Regions from separate parts of the Gossypium hirsutum genome. Here region 2 is linked to region 1. The links are chromatin contacts, called in public Hi-C maps. All regions are on one chromosome and are shown on one strand. The core of a region is the stretch at or near the end of the contact, and the rest is flanking DNA. Distances in the headings are between cores, read along the strand shown. Region 1 holds the start of LOC107918063 (50S ribosomal protein L35, chloroplastic). Region 2 holds the start of LOC107902312 (transmembrane protein 208 homolog).

Evidence for each region. A called contact is a pair of places that touch in the nucleus more often than the background predicts.
Region 2: a Hi-C map of leaf shows a contact between it and region 1, with 3 times the contacts expected there. The contact joins the promoter of LOC107902312 here to the promoter of LOC107918063 in region 1. A contact is called at or near these places in 13 of 34 Hi-C or Micro-C datasets (callus, fibers, hypocotyl and 2 more).

Annotation. Positions count from the first base shown.
Region 1 is chrA08:45,839,332-45,845,037 of Gossypium_hirsutum_v2.1, reverse strand. LOC107918063 (50S ribosomal protein L35, chloroplastic) reads left to right here and starts at 3,116. Exons shown (of 3, transcript XM_016847568.2): 1 at 3,116-3,558; 2 at 3,738-3,854; 3 at 5,550-5,706. The coding sequence starts at 3,271. The coding sequence ends at 5,627. It overlaps LOC107918071 (heptahelical transmembrane protein 2), which reads left to right. Exons shown (of 4, transcript XM_016847578.2): 4 at 321-1,201. The coding sequence ends at 986.
Region 2 is chrA08:46,146,029-46,151,416 of Gossypium_hirsutum_v2.1, reverse strand. LOC107902312 (transmembrane protein 208 homolog) reads left to right here and starts at 2,615. Exons shown (of 5, transcript XM_016828522.2): 1 at 2,615-2,876; 2 at 3,702-3,895; 3 at 4,912-4,996. The coding sequence starts at 2,793.

The DNA of each region.
Region 1 (5,706 bases), core at 1,867-4,366:
CTTAATTAAGATTTTTAAAATAAAATGAGAATTTTCAAAAGTTTACGGAAAATTTTCTAAAAATTTCAAGAAGAAAAATCATGATTTCCCAAAATTTTGAGGGGGCAAGGCCCTACAGGGCCTTTAAACTGTCCGCCTTTGGATGTAAATTAACAATTCAGATGATGTGATCTCTGTCAACAGAGAAATTTTGCATCAAATACTGTAAATTTCAATGTTTTCTTCAATGTGCATTTCCCACTTCCATTTTAGTAGGAGCAGTAAATCATGGGAAGGAACTGAAATGCAGTATGACTTTGAATTTGATGTTTGGTTTGCAGGGTTCAGAGTTGAGGCACATTCCTCAGTTGGACTTGAAGAAAGACGGGTATAACGCAATTCCAAAGTGGCCCTGGTTTGTTTTCTTGTCTGGTGCAATGGGGTGCTTGGTTTGCAGCTCGGTCTCACACCTCTTTGCTTGCCACTCCAGACGCTTTAGCCTCTTCTTCTGGCGCCTAGACTATGCAGGCATCTCTCTCATGATAGTCTGCTCCTTCTTTGCTCCCGTGTACTACGCTTTCTTCTGCCATCCGTATTCATGCTTTTTCTATCTTACTTCCATATCGGTGCTCGGAGTGCTTGCCATCATCACTCTGTTATCACCAACTCTCTCAGCATCCCGTTTCCGATCTTTTCGAGCTTCCTTGTTCCTTGCAATGGGCTTCTCAGGGGTGATCCCAGCTGCACATGCAGTTTCTTTGCACTGGGGCCATCCGCATATATTTGTATCTCTCGGTTATGAGCTCGTGATGGCGTTCCTATACGCTGCAGGCGCTGCGGTTTATACCAGCAGAATACCGGAGCGGTGGAAGCCTGGTGCATTTGATATTGCAGGGCACAGCCACCAGATCTTTCATGTGTCTGTTGTTCTCGCGGCACTTGCTCATTGTGTTGCTACCCTTGTGATTATGGATTTTCGTCGGGAATCTGCAACCTGTGCGTATTAGCATTATACTGTTAGGTAAACAATGTTTTGATGATCAGGGGGATTTCCTAGTTCTCCCAGTTTTTGGCTTATTAAATTCTATCACTTCCAACAACATTTTCCTTAACAAACTGGCATTGGTGACCTCCAAAATTATATTTGATTGCCCATTGATTTTCCATCCATAGCTTTTAGGCTAAGTTATACACTTTTATAGATGGAAATTCTAAAAACAGAAATGATGTTGTCTTATGTTACTCCTTAAAATTAAATTTACCTTGTGCTGACTTATATTTATCAAAAATTATATTTTGAGAAAACTTAGTCCAAAAACAGTACAACAAGCAAAGATGGTAATGATTCGATTTTGAGAAAATTTGAACTTGAAAAAGTTTGTGTCCAAAAATATATGAGTCTAAGTTAATTCAATCCCAAATAATTAAATCTGATACAAATTTGACCTCAAACCTGTAATGAGGTAAGTTTAAAATTGATCCAATCCTGAGCTCAAGATAGATCCGATCTCAAACTAAAAAAAAAAATTGAATTTAAAATCAAATAGACATTAATAATTAATATAAGGGTTGTCTCTTTGGCTTGAATTTATTATTCCATACACAAGCAGTAGAGTCGTCTCTTCGAGTGCCGTCTGACATATTAAAAAATAGGTGAAACATGGCTAAAAAAAATGTTAATGAAAAAAATCAAAGTGAACTTAAGGTTTTTCACCCTAAAATATTATAAATTCAAGAACAGTTAATTAAAATGCCTAATTAAACTTAGACAGAAGTTTAAAATTAACAAATTTATAAATTGAGAAAAATGGTGGGATTGAAGATATCAACTCTGACAACATTATTTTTGAGAAAAAATAGTACTAGTTTCAGGCTTTAGTGTTTTCATGCCTTAATCATTTATAGTTCAAGCACTATAGAGAGATTGATATCGAGGCCATGACATTTAATAATTCCAACTACATTAATTGAATGAGCCAAAGAACAATGTGAAAGATATTATTGAAAGTCATTTTGAGTACAAAAAATTTTAAAAATATTTTTATATTTACTTTTCAAAGTTTTAAAATTTTAAAATATTTTTTAATAATTATGACTAAAATGATAAATTTTATAATATTAAAGGCTAAATTTGATGATTTTTTTAAATTTAAAATCAAATTGATAAAATTTAAAAACATTAAAAAATTAAATATAGAGCAAACTTAATAGTTAAGTGACAATTTTTATACATTATCCATTTATATATAATATAAATATTAGATAAAAAGATAATTATAAAGTTTACAAATAAAATGTACTAAAAAAAGTTTACAAATGAAGGATAAATAAGTCGCCATAAATGAATACATCACAATAAATAAGAAAACATCAAATGCATTTGAATTTAGACAACCTTGTAGAAGTAAAAACTTTGTTTTATATTTTTATTTTTTTAAAATTATATATATTTAATTTTATAATAATATAAATAACTTGTTATTTTATAAATAAAAAACGTATAAACTTACTAAAAATACATCTAAAATGAATTTAAATATATGATTGTCCAAATTCAAATGTGTCAGGACAACAATTTATCCACGTTCATCATTGATATAAAAAAATATACTTTTCATTAATTAATATATTTTTAAAGTTTTATTTTTTTTATTTTTTTCAGTACATGGTATACTGAGGCTGTCACCATTCACCATTGGATTGAACATCAGTACTACATTAGTATAAACTAATAGTGTTAGTGTAGAGATATTAATATGGGTGATAAAATGCAAGTTCAAGTATCAACTAAACTCAAAAAAATTTAGATACCAATTAAATATTTTTGAGCAAATTTAGAGCATAAATTATATATTAACAAAAAAAAAACATCTTTTCTTTGTTTCCATTTCCAAATTTAGAACTTTAATTGAAAGTATAGAGGGAATATAAAAGTTTGTATTGATTGTTTGAAGTGATGAAGTAAGAAAATAGATTTATTTGAGATTGGTGGTTGATATCATTAATTCATTTTATTTGTATTATCATGATTTCTTTTTTCTAAACATGCTTAATTAGCTGTTAATCAAAATGTACCCAAGCTGTTAACCAAATTTTCTTATTACATATTAGGAAATAAATTCAAAAGAACTAAGGCCACAAACAAATGGCGAATATTCCGCAGCAGCATGGCAATCCATGAGGACGCAACGTCTGAGACGGCAGTTTTCTGCGGTTCTATCCTAATCTACTACTTTCCCACATACAATAATAACATCCTTAGCTTCAACACATTCATTTCATTCTTCCTCAATGGCTTCTTCTCTCAATTTAACCACTCTTTCTCTTACTTTACCCATTCCCCATCCTCATCCTCATCCCCATCCCCATCCCTTCTCATCCACTCGACTTCCTCGTGGCTCGCTCCAACTCCTCCAATTCAACAAGGTGGGCAAAGCCTTGAAACTCAGTTCCTCTCAAACCATCTCTGCTTTTCCTTCCTTTGCTTCCCAGGCCCTTCCCGCTTTCGCCCCTGCCCCCCAAACACTCCAATCCCCCACTGTCTTTGCGGCTAAAGGCTACAAAATGAAAACCCACAAGGTACTTCTCTCTTTCTTCTCTTTGCTTCCAGTGAATTTGGTTGCCATATCCAGGAAAACTTGTGCCAAAAGAATCCACATTTTTAGAATTCAGCAAATTTAAAAAATTTTATGAATAGATTTAGTTATTTGCTTTGCTTTTCTAATGGATACCATGTTGTCATATATATGGTTTATTAGGCTTCAGCAAAGCGATTCCGGGTGACAGGACGAGGGAAAATAGTAAGAAGGAGAGCTGGGAAGCAGCATTTGTTGGCTAAGAAGAACACCAAGCGTAAATTGCGCCTCTCCAAAATGGTCAGTCTTTTTTCCCCTTTTCGCCTCAGATTCTACTTTGTTATTATTATTAATAATTATTAAAATCCTTTTATCTTTTAGATAGCCTGACTGCTAATTCCTCCAAATTAATGCTGCGTTTTGGTTCTTGCATAGAAGGGATAAGCAACTGTGGGATATGGATTTGTAGCTTATACTTTTAATTTCTTAATTCCAAGCTCCTTATCATGACTGTTATCTTGTGTCAAACAAATAAAACTTAAACTGCAAGGAGTGGTTGGTGGGATGTAAGAAAGCCAATAAGACATTGCAATGAGAAAATTCGTTAAGGAAACTGAATAATTATTGTTTTTACTTTTGAAAGTCTTAGAATGAGGCTCACTTTTTTCTAAAAAAAAAAAATCTCCCAAGTTTTGGTGGATCTTCCCCTTCTTCTGGTTTCCCCAACTTGAATAGGAATTTAGTCCTGCTATTCTGTCTCTTGGCTCTAATACAGTTTACCAGTGTGGTTTGGATATGTAGATGAGCTCTGCCTTGGCATTTCAAGATTTTCAATCAGACAGGCTTCAAATTACTTTCTTTTAGTTTCTAAGTTATCCAGAGAGAGCAAATATTCCTGAAGGAATAATTGTTTTAATTGCTACCCCATTTAGGCTATATGCTGTCTGCCATCCTAGGTCCATTTTTCATCTCGTATCAAGAAAAGAGTCAAATGTCTCTTAGAGAAAATCTATATTAGAAATAATGAGCCTATGTTCTTGTTGGGGTATAGCAAAGTCAGGTTGGTCTTTAGGAGGTTTTGATGGGTGGAATCATGATTTTTTTTTTGTTACCTTAGTTTGGTGAGTATGGTAGGATTCAATGCAGATTAAACTTGTTTTTCTGATAAGTTGGCAGAGTGAAAAAGTGGTATATAATTTATCAAAGGGTATTTGAAAGTAACATGCTGCACCACCAGAAGTGAAAAGGCTTGCTTAAATGCTCAGTTGCTATCAGTTGATACCATGATTTGTTTTTTCTTCGTAGGAAGTCATATAAAGATTAGAGTTGGAGATGTTGAACCAAATATCTTAAATCGAATTTTTCTATTTTCAGTTACTGTATTTCTTGGTGAAATCATAGTGTCGTTATCTTACCCATTGTATGGTACGCGTGGTGGATGAGAGGAAGAAACTGGAAAGCGTTCATGTTAAACAAACTTAGACTATTCATAAAAAATGCAAATTGAGTACAGCTAATATCTATCATTATCATGACGAGAGCTTTGTTCTGTCTAAATGCTTAGTTTAATAGTTCATAGCTTCAGGCATGATCTGTTTGTATTTCCTTCTGTAACTCAGATAAAAACATCTAGGTTGCAGATCTTGTAAGATATTGTAAATTAAATCTCTCTTTCTTTCTTCTCTGAGCATAAACAAACCTCAACATATGAACAAAGTCAGGTCATAGTGAAATATATTGAAAATTTATTTGACTAATATTGAGAATTTCTTAAACCTAGAGGCTTACTTCAGATGCCCAGTTTAGGGTCATGAATTTTCCATTTGGTGTTTCTTTTAATCAAGCTGCTTGGAATATAATAGAAATTGATCCATTACCAATATTTGGTCAAACTGACTGTTCAAGTTGCTGATATAATCTCAAATGAAATTCTTTTATTTGATGCATAAGTTTAAACGTTGCTTATGGTGTATTTGTGTCAATTTCCGTCTGCAGCACGATGTTAGTCGGAGTGACTATGATAACGTGATTGGCGCCTTGCCGTATCTCAAAGTAAATAGAAATGCCAAGTGAAGAGTTGCCATGTGATGAGTTATTTATGTTGCTTTCTTGTGGTTTCTCACAATTATGTTAGAGAAAGTTGTGTTTATTG
Region 2 (5,388 bases), core at 1,366-3,865, 310 kb before region 1:
ATATGAGTGTTTATAGGTAAGTGCAAAATGGGTGGCAAATTGCCCTTGCAAATGGCCTTTTTTGTCCATACGGGCAGAGACATAGGCATGTGTCTTAGCTGTGTACGACACACGGTCATGTTACACAGCCGTGTGTCCTTTCGTGTTGATATTAAATGAAGTCAGAATGCTCCACACGGTCTCACACACGGGCATGTGACTTGGCTGTGTTGCATAAGTCAGTATACTCTACAGTTTTGGCACGACCTAGTACACGGCTTGGCATACGGGCGTGTGTGGCCACTTCGAAGGGCACACGGGCTAGACACACGGGCATATGGTTGGCTGTGTGACCCAAGTCAGTATGTTTGCCCTGTTTTCACACGGTCTGAGACACCGGTGTGTTTGGAGCCGTGTGAGGCACAGGGCCTATTCACACGGGTGTGTGACCCCTGTATGTTTGAAAAATTTCTAAGTTTCCAAAATTTTTGTATGTTATTGGTTTAGTCCTGAACCACTTCTAAAGCATGTTTAAGGTCTCGTAGGCCCTAATAAGGGACAATGTGATTATGTTAAAGCATAAATGTATGAGTTATGTATGCTATTTGATGTATATTGATCGATAATACCTCGTAATCCTACCCGGTGATGGATCCGAGTTAGGAGTGTTACAAAAGTGTTAAGTAATAGTGAATTTAAATTAAAGGTGAAATTTGAAGGATATTATAATTATTATTGGATTTTCATTATGTTACGAGCTAAATTGCAAAATATTTAGAAACAACTAAAAGTAATAAAAATGTTTAAATGAATTATTCAAGTGAAGTGTTACATGGAAAAGAATTTATTTTAAGTGACTAAGTAGTGAATATTGAATTTCGTGATAAAAATGACTAAATTAAAAATTATGTGAAAGTTTTATGTATTATTATTTGATAAGTGAAAATGATGTAGAGAGTACAAAATATATGATGTATTTTGAACCAAGAATTTAGTGAATAAAATCTCTTGATTATTGTAGTTGAAACTTACAATAATTCTTTAATTTGTGAAAATGAGGACTAAATTGAACAAATGCAAAAGTGTAGTGAAATTTTAAAAATCATGAAATATTACATGCATGAATAAATAATGTAAATTCAATGATATTCTAGTGTCTTTGTAGACTAGTGTTGAACTTCATGGATATAGTTGGCATGTTATAGGAACCCGAGAGCTTTCGTGTGAATCGTGATATTCATGATATTGCACTTTGGTGCCTCCTATTCTGTTATGCATTTTAGTGTCCACGATTTCAGAACTTTTGTGCTTTGTGTATCATGATATGTTCCATGTATACAACTAGTTCTAACCTCTCTAGCATAGGCTAAAATTCGTGTCACACTCGATTCTCTTAAGGACCCGAACTCAAAGAAGAGTCAGGGAGCCGATTGTATATAAATAGAAATTTGTGGGCTGAGATATTTAGAAATATAAGTGGTTGGTTAGGAATTGTTAGATTTCAATCTTGGTTTAGATAGATTGGAACCGATTGGTTGCATAGTGGGAGACAAAATGATTAGGATTGAATGGTGGTACTAGTCTATGGAGACTGTGCCAATGGAGTATATATATAGGTGTGTGGGAACATAATTCTTCTCAATTCTATTTACCAATTTTTCTCTCTAAAGCGTCGTCTTCTTTAGTCGTTCTGAAGAAGAAAAGGATGTAACTGAAGGAAGCTCTCCATGTTGTAGCTGTCATGTGAATTAATGTTTGAGAGTAGAGAAATTGGGGAAACAATAAGCTTTCTTACCCCTCTGTACTCGTGGATTAAAGTAAGAAGTAGAGTAAAGACTCTCAAAGCTTTTGTATAATTTAAAATTCTGGATTTCTAAGGATTGATTACCTTTAGTTTAATCAATAAATGGTTGCCATGCTTAGCTACCAAGACAAATGAGACTTTGGCGTTTGGACAAGTTAAGCTGTCAAGAATAAGGAAGCAAGGTGAATTTCTATACTCCATATCTGGGGTGTTGCATGACTGGAATGAATTTGATACCTTAGCCCTTAGAGGCCGTACGGAACCATTCAAAGAGATTTACTCATTAATAAAAATTTTAACAATGGTGACACAATATCCCATGTGGCAATTCCTATAATTTTCATTAAATACATAAAAATTATTAAAAATTCAAAAAAAGTTCATAATCCTTCTTTTAAACATTATCCACATCAACAATAAAGTACATGTGCACTGCCGTTGAAATTTTAATAGTTCAATCATTCTTTAAAAAAAAAACAATTTAACTAAAAATTAAAGGTTGAGGACTAAAGTGATCTACAAAAAATTAAAGACAAAGTGATAGAAAAAGTAAACATTAGGAGCTAAATTAATTATTATGCCATTCTTTTACAATAATGAAAATAAAAAAAATCTAAGGTAAACTTTACTCAAATAATTTTTTCTTAGTTTTTCATTTAAAGATAATAATAAATTTTTTTTAAAAAAAATTGGTACAATCAAAGCTTATGTTACATTTAGAGTGAGGGAATGTTAACACAAGCGCATGAAACTGAACGTTTCTATTTTTTTTTCTAAAAAAAAATTATTTTGAAATTAAAATTCATTTATTAAAAAACATATATTTTAACCAGATTCACCGGTTGGGCCTTGACTCAAAGTTATGGGCTTCTGTGGAAAGGGATCGAAATGGAAGCTAACGTCTTCATTTCAATCTTCATCACTTACTTTCCCTTCCTCCTTATTTCTTCGACTAGCAGATCTCCGTTAGGGTTCCAGAGTCAAACTCGTTGACCAGAGAGGGTAGGAAATGGCAAATCAAGGTGCCAAGAAGCGCAAAGAAGAGAACACCCGCCACATGGCCAATCTTCGCCGCCTCATCATTGCTTGTAATGTACGCTCTCTCATCTTCTTTTATAATTATTTCCCCTAATCGTTGAAACCCTTCTTTAATCAAGTGTTCACTTGTTTGTTTTCTAATTACTTGAAAATTTTCGATTCTGATTTACTTAGATTCTCGAAGGATTTCCTTTGTAAGTATGTTTATGCTACTTTATGAATTGCAATAAGGAAATGGATAACTTAATATCTATAGATGGCATTGATTCATTTCTAATTGAATTTTAAAGTTTTTAAGCACATTTGAAGTGCACCCTTAGCTCACCAATAAATGCTTCCAATTATAGTCCAGCTGCACATCTCTGTGTATGTGTTTACTGTGGATGCATTTTTCCATGCCCGTGAAAGTGAAAATTTTCAACTTCGAAAGTTGTGGCTGGTAGCGATAACCTGGTAATGTTCGGGTGATTAACTGATCTGACATAGGAGGCATATTAAGTGCCGGCTTGGTTAGTAAACAAAGCTGATCTTACACATCATAACCATTGGAAGTTGGAACCTATTCTTAGTGTTTAGCTTGGTAGTTTCAACAAAACTACATAATATGTAGCAACAAAACTGCACTACATAGTATGCAGTGCCCATTTTATTTGAACATTGCACTTTTTTTATTTGTAGCTTCTGATGTCTTAGCTTTTCTTGACACACCACATCAAAGCTCTTGCAATTGTTGCTACTTTTTAGTTGATGTGGAAGAACAGAGTTGGGGTAGTTTTGCATTTTTAGTACTGTATATTTATATTGTCTTCATAGTTGCATTTTTTTGCTTGTTAACAATCTTATTTTATTGGATTTATGTTCCAATTTTCTATTTATGTAGGTTGTATACGTATTGGTTAGGATGCTGATCTTCCATTCCTCATTCACATGGAAACATTGGGTTGGTCTACTTTTGACCACTGTGGCTTACTTTATACCCTATCAACAACTTTCACAGATGGCAAAACCTGCTTATTCTGATGATGGAGAACTTCTTGACGGTGGATTTGATATGAGTACTGGTGGAATATGTGGGTAAGTTTTGTTCAATATTTTTTCTCTTTTTACCTTAATTTCTATTTGTGGTTTTGTTTTTAGTTTTTTATTCTATTAAAATATTAGGAGGAACTTGGTTAGAAAGACGATTCTTATTAAATTCTAAGTTCTTTGTAAATGAGGCAGTGCATGTAACGGGGGGCACGCCTCAGGCTTATCTTAGGAAGAATATTACTGTTAGTTTCCTTTGGCTTGATTTTTTTATGGGTCCTATAGTAGCCTTTGATAGCTCACATGACTAGATTTTTGGTGACTTATTAGTGTTTTATTCTCTTTTTTTTTAATGAAATTTTGTACCCATATTTAGTGTCTTCCACTTATTGTTTCCTTATTCTATTCTCTTTCTTTCTATTTTTTCTACTACTGCTGCATCAATGGTGCTGTGGATTTGGTTTTACCAGAAGTGGCTGGCAGAATGAAAGAAATATAGTTCTTAGATTGTGAATTTAGGTTTCCCTTATTCTTTTCCTATTTCTTTAACTGCTGAGTTATTTTACATGTTTATTGGAGATATTCTACTTTTCTCCCTTTAATGTGGATCTTTTTCTTGTATTTGGGTAGCTATGATTAGCTATGATATAATGTGAATCTTAATATAGAAAGACTGTATGTTTATTGTGGGGAAGAGATAGATTTCTTTTGTTGCTTATGAATAAAGTCCATGCCACCATAATCATGATGATTGTGTTTGGAATATAACTATTATTAAAAGATGAAAATCATCCTACTTGATTGAAACACTTAAAAATAAGAAGAGGGGGAAGGGATGAAGAGAACCCTTCTGTAGAGAAACAACTAGAAGTCAGATATTCTTAATTTTCTTATCTGCCAATAAAGTTCTTTTACCTATGAACTCAATGGTACGGTTTAACAGTTCAAATATTGTTGTTTATATGTTGACATTATGAATTTATCCAATATATGGTCTTAAGATCTGAATTCTGTTTTCTGCATGCATTGAATATTTCCGACTTAGAGTTGCTCACTTCTTGCAGCTATTTACATGATGTCATCTACATTACAAGTTTTGTGCAACTGATGTCCATCATCTCTGACAAGTTTTGGTATACATATTTTGTGGTAAGTTCTATTTACTTATTTTGCACATGGAAAGTTGGTCTGATACTTCCATCCTTTGATTTCTTTTGGAATGGAATAGCTTTCTTTATAGTTTCTGGAGGGATTTCGCCTATTGCTTATATGCTTTAATAGTCTTCTTTTTCAAGGAATTTGAAGAAAGAGATGTCAAAATATCTGGGAAAAAGAATAAAAGAGAGAAATGATTTCATTTAAATAGGAGAATCTAATTTTGGTAAAGGAGCTCCATTTCTGTTGTCATCCTCTGTTCATTGTTTGGTTAAGTAAATAAAGTCCATCGCAGTATAGTGGAATGGTAGTATTGTTTAAAGATCTCTAAAGCGATCAAATTTTAGCTTTCAATCATCTCCCTTCTGTCAGACTTGTGCATCAAA